Linked DNA regions of Sus scrofa: region 1 is linked to region 2. The links are chromatin contacts, called in public HiChIP or PLAC-seq maps. All regions are on one chromosome and are shown on one strand. Each heading gives the region's core, a stretch centred on a gene start, on an enhancer-like site or on the middle of the called end of the contact. The rest is flanking DNA. Distances are from core to core; before and after follow the strand shown. Region 1 overlaps ANK1 (ankyrin-1). Region 2 overlaps ANK1 (ankyrin-1).

Region 1 (5,270 bases), core at 1,237-3,736, 110 kb after region 2:
GGCTTCCTGGCACCTCACGCCCTGGTCAACGACCACTCTCCCCCACCCGCCCCCATGTCCCCAGAGGACAGAGGGCTGTTTTAATCCTACTCTGAAATAAAATTTGACGCAGCACTGAAAGGCACCAGCATCACCATTTGCTTTTCCCGGCAGCCTTAGAATATGCAAAGTCAGAGTTCCCATTGTGGCTCAGTGAGTTAAGAACCAACATTGTCTCTGTGAGGATGTGGGTTCGATCCCTGGCCTCCTCAGTGTGTTAAGGATCCCGTGTTGCCGTGAGCTATGGTGTAGGTCACAGACGTGGCTTGGATCCTGCATTATTGAGGCTGTGCTGTAGGCTTAAGGTGCAGCTCAGATTCAACCCCTAGCCTGGAAACTTCCATGTGCTGAAGGTGTGGCCATAAAAACAAAACAATACAAAAAATTTGAAGTTAACAGGCTGACAGTCAAACTGTGTAACCTTTTTTTTTTTTTTTTTTTTTTTTTTTTTGCTTTTTAGGGCTGCACTTGCAGCATAAAGAAGTTCCCAGGCTAGGGGGCAAATGGGAGCTGCAGCTGCCTACACCACAGCCACAGCGATGCCAGATCCAAGCCTCACCTTCAACCTGCACAACTCACGGCAACGCCGGATCCTTAACCCACTGAGTGACGCCAGGGATTGAACCCAAGTCCTCATGGATACTAGTCGGGTTCGTTTCCGCTGCGCCACAATGGGAACACCCAAACTGTAACTTTTGATGAAAGTGATATGTTCCCTGGAGGACAGAGATAGACCCCCCACACCCCCCCAAATGTGGCTGTTCACCTGGAGACCTGCTATGGACACCCCCTCCCAGAATATGGATGCTCAAGTTGGGCAGCAAGAAACAATGGCCTGTGGAAAAAGACTGCCTGCATAGATTAACCTCCTACAAGGACTGACTGCCCTCTGTCATGGGACTTGACCCCCTACCCATCCCTTGACCTTCCCCTCCTCCTCCTTCGTCGTTCCTGCCACAAGTTCCCGCCACAGAGACTTTATAAGCCTCGCCCTCCTCACAGTCAGGGCTGGTGCCATCTGGAGCTCAGCCCGTGCCCCTCTGATGCCTTAATACCTCTCTCTTGCTTTACAACTTGGCCTTGCCCGTTCCTCCCTTGGCAAACCTAAAAAAAGGGAAATAACTTTTCTGAGCATCGTTTTCCTCATCAGTGAAATGAAAATAAGCTCTCCTCTTCCTGGCCCCTTCCTGGGTATTGTGAGAATAACGTAAAAATGCCCAGCACCACTGCAGGCACATAGTAGGTCTTCAGTGAATGACAACAATGTTCTTTCCCCCTTCTTTCCTCGCATCACGAAAGCTTTTGTCAAAGGTGGACGTGCCACCCCCCCCAACACACACACACCTCGAGGTAGGGGGTGTGACTGCTTTCGCTTTGACCCTGGAACTTAGAGGCTGGTTATTGCCTGTGCAAGGTCGGAGCACCCTTGGCCAAGAATAAGACCCCAGCCAGCCCAGCTGCTGTAGCCACTAGACCTCTCAGACTTTCACTGCGTCATTTCCTTTTTCTTTTCTTTTTTGGACGCCCTGAGGCATATGGAATTCCCAGGCCACAGATCAGATGGGAGCCACAGTTTTGACCTAAGCCACGGCTGTGGCGATGCCCAACCTTTAACCCACTGTGCCAGGCCGGGGATTGAACCTGCAGCCCAGTGCTCCCAAGATGCCACTGATCCCGTTGCACCACACTGGGAACTCCCCAAGCTTCAAATTCTTGATGTACGTTTATTTTTTTTTCCCCTGCATCATTTTTAATTTCCATTTTCTCTGCTGTGGAGAAAGAATTCTCAGGGCACAAGTCCAGCTGAAGCCCTGCTCCTGAGCCCCGCCCGGGCCCACCACTCCTCCCTGCTGCATCCCTGCCTACAGGATAGCTTTGCCCTGAACCATTCTTCTATCTGCCCAGCCCCGCACCCACCCAGGGAGTTGCCCCAGCTGGAGTCTCTGTGGGAGGCTGATACGGGTGGGTTGCAGGAGCTCCACCTTTTACTGAGAAAGGCAGGCGGGCTTATCACCCCCCCCCCCGCCCCCCGGAGCTGCGCTACACTCCCACCCCACCCTGGGGGAGTCTGTGAACCCTCTAAAACATCCTACTTGGTGTGTGTGTGTGGGGGGTATTTTTCCCCTTGGGGACACTGCTGGGCCCTTCCTGCCCTAGCCCCTTCCCCAGTTAATTAGGGAGGAACTTGGCAGAATAGATGCTTCAGCTCTTGAGTCAGATTGCCCCAGAAATCCAGGGTGACTCCTTCAGACCTTGAGTGATGAGAGCTGAGAGCCTTGGTTATTTTTCTATTTCACTGTGGGGTGAGCTCCCCGGTGGCCAGTTCAGTGGCCCTGGGCCCCGCCTCCCTGGAGCAAGGATCCCGAGTGAGTGCAGGGTCTATTTAGGGAGGTGATTGGAGCTGGGTATCAAGTCCCACGGTGCTGGCACTGGTGTCTATCATGTTCCTTTTAAGAGGGTTGGCAGGCCTGGGGTCTATTTTTAAACTTATGAGAAGGTACTCCGTGCATTCCAGGGCAGGCCAACGTCAAAGCCAAGATCGCACGGGGGAGGCAGGGAGAGCGAGGCTGGATCTAGGATCTTCTCTTCACTTACACACAGGGGTTCCCCTTAGTCCTGAGACCAGACACTGACCGTCCATCAAAGGGGTCTCTCTAATTGGAGGTCCCTCTGGGACATGACCTCAGTGGAATTTGACTTCTCACACTGAACCCTTGAGTGACATGCTGGGTCTGTGTTTCAGTATTGAGATTTTGAAACTAGACCCCCACACTCAGGGTGAAAAATCATGTGCCTTTTTGTATATCTAGCCTCTCCCTTTCCTCTGATTTTTTTTTTTTTCTTTTGACAGCCGGACCTGCAGCATATGGAATTTTCCAGGCCAGGGGTCAAATCAGAGCTGGAGCTGAGGCCACAGCCACAGCCGTAGCCACAGCAACATGGGATCCAAGCCACCACGGGAGACCTATGCAGTAGTTTTCAGCGACACAGGATCCTTAACCCACTAAGCGAGGCCAGGGATGGAACCTGCAGCCTCATGGATACCAGTTGGATTCTTAGCCTTCTGGGTCACCATGGGAACGCCTCTCCTCTGATTTTCAAAGCAGACCTAGAAACCCCAGCCCCCTGGCCCCAGCCCTGGAGAGCCCATAGCCAAGAATTTGCTGTGGAGAAGGGGGCAAGCAAAGCCTGACTCCCACAGGGGTCTCTGTGCCCACCACCTGGGAAATCCTGCCCTGTGCTGGAGAGAAGCGTGGGGAGTGGGCTCGAGGGGCTAGTCCGCAGGGGACAGGATTATCTTCCCAGTAGTGAGAAGCCAATAGGCACCAGACGCCACTGTTTTCCATCAAACAACCAGATGACGAGAACAGAATGTTTCATGTACGCTAACAAGTTTCAGCTTTGGTATCCACTTCTCTTTTTGAATAAGAAACAGACCCAGAATCCCGAAAGAAAAAACTGCCTTGAGAACAAGCAAGGGTTTCCACTGAGCAGTTCCAGGACACCCCCCCCCCCCCCGCCCAGGGGCGGGGGGGGGAAACCGGGCAGGGAGGTAAGGATGGGACAAGCATCTTCCATTCATCTCCAAACTCCTGTGCCCAGCACGGAAGCTACTCTCCATACCTGATGAACAGGATTAAGCTCCCAACTCATGGAATGGGATTCTGCCAGGCCAGGTCAAAACAAGACACGCGTGTTGACACGACCCTGGCTACACACCAGAGGCTCCATCAACAGTAGCCCAGTTGGAATCTGAATTGATCCATTCAGATTGTAAAACGGCACATCGGTCGAAGAAAACAAATCATGGGTCCAGGGCTGGTTGGCCAAACCATTCATTTCCTCACCAACCATTATGTGGTCCCTGCGGGAACAGCCTTGGAACCACAGTCGATTCTGGGGTGGCGTGGGGCGGGGGTTGTCACAGGCGTGGCCTTTCCCCTGGAGGCCTGGGCTCTGCTACAGGAAAGGATCTCACCCCTCCGTCCTCACCTCCCAGCCCCTCCCCATAATCACCATCTAAATGAAATGACAATTGCCCAGCCAGGCCCAGCAGAGCCATGCTGCCTCCTCCCTCCAGGTCCCCCAGGCAGACAATTCTTCAAAGATTCACAACCCTCTGCTGAGGCCAGAAAGAAGAGGGAGATGTCATGAGGGGTGACAGCATTGTTCTTTTTTTTTTTTGTCTTTTTGCCATTTCTAGGGCCGCTCCCGCGGCATATGGAGGTTCCCAGGCTAGGGGTCGAATCGGAGCTGTAGCCACCGGCCTCCACCACAGCCACAGCAATCTGGGATCCGAGCCGCATCTGTGACCTACACCACAGCTCACGACAATGCCAGATCCTTAACCCACTGAGCAAGGCCAGGGATCAAACCCACAACCTCATGGTTCCTAGTTGGATTCGGTAACCACTGAGCCACAACAGGAACTCCAGCACTGTTCTAAAAGCATCCCCCATGGGAGCTCCTGTTGTGGCTCGGCAACTAAGAACCTGACTAGCATCCATGAGGACGTAGGTTCGATCCCTGGCCTCGCTCAGTGGGTTAAGAATCCAGCATTGCCATGATCTGTGGTGTAGGTCGCAGACGTCACTCGGATCTGTGGCTGTGGCTGTGGCTGTGGCTGTGGTGTTGGGCAGCAGCTGCAGCTCTGATTCGACCCTTAGCCTGGGAACTTCCATATGCTGCAGGTGCGGCCCTAGAAAGAAAAAAATAAAATTTAAAAAATGAAAGCATCCCCATGGTCAAGTGCATGGCCCATGTTCTACCATCACACTTGGCTTTCCCCACGCTGGGAGGCGCTGGCTGCATTTGCAACAAACCCTTCAGACCGTGCTGCCTGCCTGCTGGTGGTGGAGCCCAGACGGGCTGGAAACCACCCACATTTGGGGAAAACGTGTATGCACGCGATACACTGTCAGAATGGTCCCGTCTACTAAACTATGTCCAGGGCTTCCACACGTCTGGGGAGCCTTCCCCTGCAGGCTGCTGAGATGGGAAGAAGAGAAGGAGACCCTGGAGAGACTGCACAACTCACTTCTCCCTTACACATGCTGGCATGGAAAACCTTTTTTTTTTTTTTTTTTTTTTCTTTCACACTGCCACATGAGCTTGCTCTCAGCAGTGAAACCCAAGGTTCCAGAAGGATGCTCAGGTGTCAGTTCAGGCAGCCCAGGGTGGCTGCCCAGCGGATGCTTTATTCGAAGGGTGCAGAGCCAGGCTGGGTGGTG
Region 2 (5,180 bases), core at 2,216-4,715:
TGCATTGAAAGAGCACAGCCTGGCAGACTGGACGGCACCCCCAAGGCCCTGCTCCTCACCCTCCAGACCCCCATGCTGGGCTTCTAGGACAACGGCACTACTGAGGTGTGCCAAGGGCTTCTCACTCGCTTTTTAAAATCTGGTTTTGTTTTCTGTCTTTTGTTTGTTTGTTTGTTTTTAAGTGGCCACACTGGTGGCATGTGGACGTTCCCAGGCAGGGAGTGGAATAGGAGCTGCAGCTGAGGCCTACACCACAGCCACGGTGGCCTACACCACAGCCATGGCATTGCCGGATCGGAGCTGCATTGGTGACCTGTGCCGCAGCTGGATCCTTAATCCACAGGGAGGCCAGGGATTGAACCTGCATCCTCATGGATACTAATCGAATTCATGACCACTGAGCCACAGCGGGAACTCCTGTTCTTGAGGAGGAGACAGAGCTCAGAGGCAGGTTGGCAGTCTATGCCTGGAGACCCCGGCAGTGCCTGCCCGTCACGCGGGGGTGGGGAGGGGCCAGGAGAGGCGCACGTTCTGGGAGGTGGCAGCCACTGGGGGGACCAGGCCATGCAGGGAGGCTGGAAAACCATGGTGTTACCTCCAGAGAGGCCATTCGACAGGGAGGGGCTTGAGATCACTGCTTCCCCCTTTTGAGGCTGGCCCGCTTCACTATCTGTGCCCCCTTCCTGCCCTCTATCAGGTCTGGGTGAAGGCTGTTCCCTCTCAGCTCCACCTAGGGACAGCAGGACAGACAGAAGGCAGGACAGATCACACAGAGAGACGGGCAGAAATTGCAAGAGAAAACCAGACAGCCTGCAGAGGAGGCTCAAGGGGGAGCCAGGAGGCCAGCAGGTGCAGCCTGAACCCCGGGCGGGCTGCACAGAGGGCAGCAGAGTTATAGACCAGCCCCTCGGCAGAGCAAGGGCCTGGGGAAGGCCCCGGTCCGGGTGGTACCTTGGCAGGTGTGACAAAGTAATCAATATCAGCCTCCAGCTCATGAGGGTCCTCCAGGGGCCCCTCAGAAATCACCTCCTCGTGCTCCTGGGTGTCATCGGCTCCGGACGGGTCTATCTGGCGAACAACTTTGCGGATGACCTGGAAAAGAGAGGGAGAAGGGGCTGGAGACGCTGTCAAGACAGAGCTGTCAAGACAGAGCCCACAGTGCTCCACCCTGCCTCCTGGTGTGATGGAGGGGTGTTTCTACTTCTTCCACTGGACCACCCGCTCCCGGATTCATGAACCCAAACATTCCAAGGATTTTTTGCTCTGCACCTGCCACTCAAGGAGTAGGAGGTGAGAACAGGAACGAGGACACTTGCTGCTGGGGCAGAGGGAAGCCAGCGCCTGCCCTGACCTCTGGGAACATGGGGGCAACATGAGGTTTTCCTTCTCTTCCTCCTCGCCCCCTTTTTTGTCTTTTTAGGGCCACACCTCAGGTACTTGGAAGTTCCCAAGCTAGGGATCTAATCAGAGCTGCATCTGTGACCTATGCTGCAGCTTGCAGGAACGCTGGATCCTTAACCCACTGAGCAAAGCCAGGGATGGAACCCACATCCTCTCAGAGACCGTGTCGGGTTCTTTTTTTTTGGTAGGCATTTGTAAAAGTTTATTAATTTCTTTAAAAATTTTTTTAAAATTATAGATGATTCACAATGTTCTATCAATTTCTGCTATACAGCAAAGGGACCCAGTTATACATATATACACAGCTCTTTTTCTCATATTATCTTCCATCAAGTTCTATCACAAGTGATTGGATAGAACCCCTGTGCTGTACAGCAGGTATGTCGGGTTCTTAACCTGCTGAGCCACAACGAGAACTCTTCCACCTCCCTTCTGCCCACACCCAGCACAGTGCCCACCGCTTGTCAGGCAGAATCACGCCCTCTGATGTAAACCTGCCGTCCACCCCATGCCTGCCCACCTCCTTTTCATCTTAGGAGGCCTGCAAGGACCCCCCCACCCCACACCCTGTACTGCTGTCATACAGCTGTTTTCAGGGCCAGGCATCACAGGACTAGGTTTGGGCTCTGCCCTGGGACCCATTCCTTCTGGAACACAGTAGCAGGAGCTGAATTCAGGCGGAATCGGGCACAGTGGCCGTGAGAAATGGCCTGCGGGGACTGAGGCAGATACCCGAACTGCCCCGTCGGAGCCGCATTATGCCTCTGTGAGGGCAGCATCGAGGAGCTGCGGGTGCGCCTTCCACCTCTTTTAGCTTCTAGCCCAGCCACCTCTGGGGACTCTGCACCCACCTTCCTGGTGACGACATTGCCCTGCTCATCCGTGTAATGCTCCTCTGACACCTGCTCCCCTGGAATATTCTGAAGAAACTCATTCCCCTGGAATTAGAGAAAGGGAGAAAACTCAAGATTGCTATGTGCATGTGGGAATCAGGGCGGAGGATGAGGAAATAACGTTACGGCAGCAACAGCCACAGTCCAGACAAATTCCCTCCATGGCCAGAAACTGCAACTCAGCAAGCGGCTCGGAACCATCCGTCCCAGGTTGGAACCCGTGGGGCCCTGTGCCTGAGGGGGGGGGCAGGGCTCACAGGAGCGCTGTGTGCTTGATCCCTGCCATGGCTCTGCAGTGGGCAAAATTGGGGCGATTACGCAGGTTTTACGGAGGAGGTCCTGGGAGAGCGGGTGAGGCACCCGATCAATCATTTCTAGGGCACTTTACAGGGGAGAACACCTGGCCACAGGTGCTTTCGCCTCGAGGGTGACTTTATGTTTCACCCAGCAGGTTGGGGACAGAGCAGGAGGAGGGCCGGCTGGTCCCATAGCTGAGACTTCTCTGTCATCACCAAAGGGGGTCCGGGGGAGCGCCACACAGCTCTGGCCCCCTGCACGTCCCAGCCTTCCTACCAGCAGAGGTCCTGCCCCATGTCCCTGCACGCATATCCCTGCGCCGCTGGGCCCTCGCCCGCCCGCCCCTGCGCCCGGGTTACCTTCCGAAGGACCCGGCGCCGCACCACCCTGGTGGAGATGGCCTCCTCGTCGTCGCTCAGGCCCTCGTTCTCCCCCAGCTCCTTGTCCAGCTCCTGGTGGATGTGCTTCAGCACGAAGCACAGAGAGCCCCGGACAATGTGCATCACGTTCTGGCAGCTGACCAGGAAGAAGCCCAGCAGCACCAGGGTGACGAGGAGCTGGGTGACGAACGTCCACATTCTCGCCTCCTCACCAGCCCCGCCCTCCAGGGCCAGCGGAGCCAGGGGGCCGAGAGGCGGGGGTCCGGCCGCTCATTCTGCTCTGGGACTCCACAGGCCCCCCAGCACCCCTTCCATCCTCTCCCCGGGGCGGGAAGCTGCAGGTCCCCCTCTGGATCTACTGCCCTCCTGCCGGGAGCCTGGCATCTGCCCTTGCACCCGGATGACGTCAGGCTCCGGTAATTTTAGCTCCCAAACCAGCTGCCAGGCTGTCGGTTGGGGCTAGAAGGAAGTCGGCAGGTGTGCCTGTCCTGGGGACTGGAAGCCGTGTACAAGTCACCACGTGTGTGACACCCACCCCAGGAGCTAGCAGGGGGGCCCACGTGCCCCTGTGCCAACGAGAGGCGGTTCTGCCCAGGAAAATGGTCTCGTTCAGGACTTGGGACAATAAGACATCTGGGGAATGTGGCTACTTGTGTGTGTTCCCAGGCTGCTGCTGCCACAGTCAGAATGATGTCACCCCACTCGTGGGGCCAACACCCTGAAAGGTTCAGGGTCTGCTTCAAAAACAGCTCTGGGTGAGGGATCTGCTCAGGCCCAGCCAAATGGGTGTAGCGTGTGCCGCATGCACGGGCACTGGGGCCCCTGGAAGCCCATGCAGTTGCATTAGCCCCTCAGCTCTGCATCCCCCACCCCTTACCCGGCACAGCCGCCCGACATGTAAGCGTGTCACTGGGATGTCTATTTAAGGCCTGTCCTTAAAGGCTCTTCCCGTGCTGAGCTGTCAACACCAGGGGCAGGAACCATGCGCATTAAACTCGCCCTTAAACAGCGAACTGGATAATGCAGGCGCAGCAGCTGTGGCTGAAAGGTATGCCGCTTTCAGATCAGCCTGTTCCTCTTTGGGCAGCAGCCCGGCGTGGTGGAAAGAACAAGGATCTGGGCCCGCTCGCTCGCTCGCTGCAGGGCTGGGGAGGTGGGGCGCCTTCTCAGGGCCTCCGTTTCCCCAGCTGTCAAACGGGAGCCAGGGGCTCTCCTCCTGTCCCCAGAGTGCCATGAGGTCGCAGGGTTTGGGACCCCGTCGATAGGGATGGTGGCAGCAAAGCTCCCATGCTGGCTGCTCCCTGGGTGGGCTCTGTGCATGGGTCATGTACGAACTCCGTGACACTTGGGGCCGCCCCCCACCCCCCATCGTGGCTAAGGTTTTCCCCTTTCACACAAAGGAAACGAAGCGCAGAGAGGTTAAGTAACCTGCCTAGGTCAAAGAGGAAGGAAAGGAGAGACAGATCTCCAACTCCAATCACTGTACAACCTGCCTCATCTCAACGAGGAAGCACCTGGAACACGCGAGGGGTAACTCGAGACCTGGGTCTGAGCCAGTCCTGGAGGAGTCCAGGCGCAGACACTGCCCCCGGGGCCGCAGAGAGGCACCGGCTGCCTGGCAGGTTCAGGTGGGCGTCCCAGATCCCCAGTCACAGGCCCCGCCCCCTCTCTGTTGTTTTCTGAGACTCAATGGGAAACACTAGTGAACAGATGCTTTTGGCACGGTCACCGCATTATCCTCCCCTGGTGCCTCGAAGAAAACAGCTCACCTACCCTCCCATCCACTCCTAGACCAGGGAGGTGCTGGGCTCTGCACCCGCATGCAGACTGGGAACCAGGAGGTCCCAGACTCTCCTGGCCCTGAGGCTGGCCTCCCTGGGCCTCAGTTTCCTCAGCTGTAAACGAGGCGGGTGGACCAGATGACCTAGAGGGTTTCTCTCTCGGTCCCCTGGGGGCGGTCCTGCTCCCTCTCCAGTCCGCCCCCACCCTCCTGGCATCCTCCTCCGTCTCCAAACCCGGATGCAGACCCAGGGGAGGGCATGTGTGCTTTGGGATAAATATTCACTCCTGGGAGGAGCAGAAGTGGTGCCGCGGAACAGCCCCATGGCCAAGGCCAAGAATGCACTGGGTGGCCTGGGGTTAAAAATGGGTGTAGCCGCCTGTCTCATCCGTGGAACATCCTTGGCAGGGAAGCATTCTAAATAAAACG

The links. HiChIP or PLAC-seq counts read pairs in DNA pulled down with a chosen protein or histone mark.
Region 1: a contact with region 2 is called in an H3K27ac HiChIP or PLAC-seq map of skeletal muscle. The contact joins two enhancer-like sites. A contact is called at or near these places in 3 of 47 Hi-C or Micro-C datasets (heart right ventricle and skeletal muscle) and 1 of 2 datasets of contacts at active chromatin or transcription factors (skeletal muscle).

What each region holds. Positions count from the first base shown.
Region 1 is chr17:10,869,910-10,875,179 of Sscrofa11.1, forward strand. All of the region lies in intron 1 of ANK1 (ankyrin-1), which reads right to left. LOC110257497 (a long non-coding RNA gene) reads left to right here. Exons shown (of 4, transcript XR_002340153.1): 4 at 1-257. Among named protein-coding and RNA genes, the nearest start is that of ANK1, 110 kb to the right of the region's middle. Within about 2 kb of position 2,487, at least 9 of the 83 cell types and tissues checked have an H3K27ac peak or open chromatin away from gene starts, as enhancers often do. A contact at or near this core is called in skeletal muscle, where this site is marked.
Region 2 is chr17:10,759,161-10,764,340 of Sscrofa11.1, forward strand. ANK1 (ankyrin-1) reads right to left here. Exons shown (of 43, transcript XM_021078313.1): 41 at 2,253-2,339; 42 at 952-1,092. Among named protein-coding and RNA genes, the nearest start is that of MIR486-1, 2.8 kb to the left of the region's middle. Within about 2 kb of position 3,466, at least 6 of the 83 cell types and tissues checked have an H3K27ac peak or open chromatin away from gene starts, as enhancers often do. A contact at or near this core is called in skeletal muscle, where this site is marked.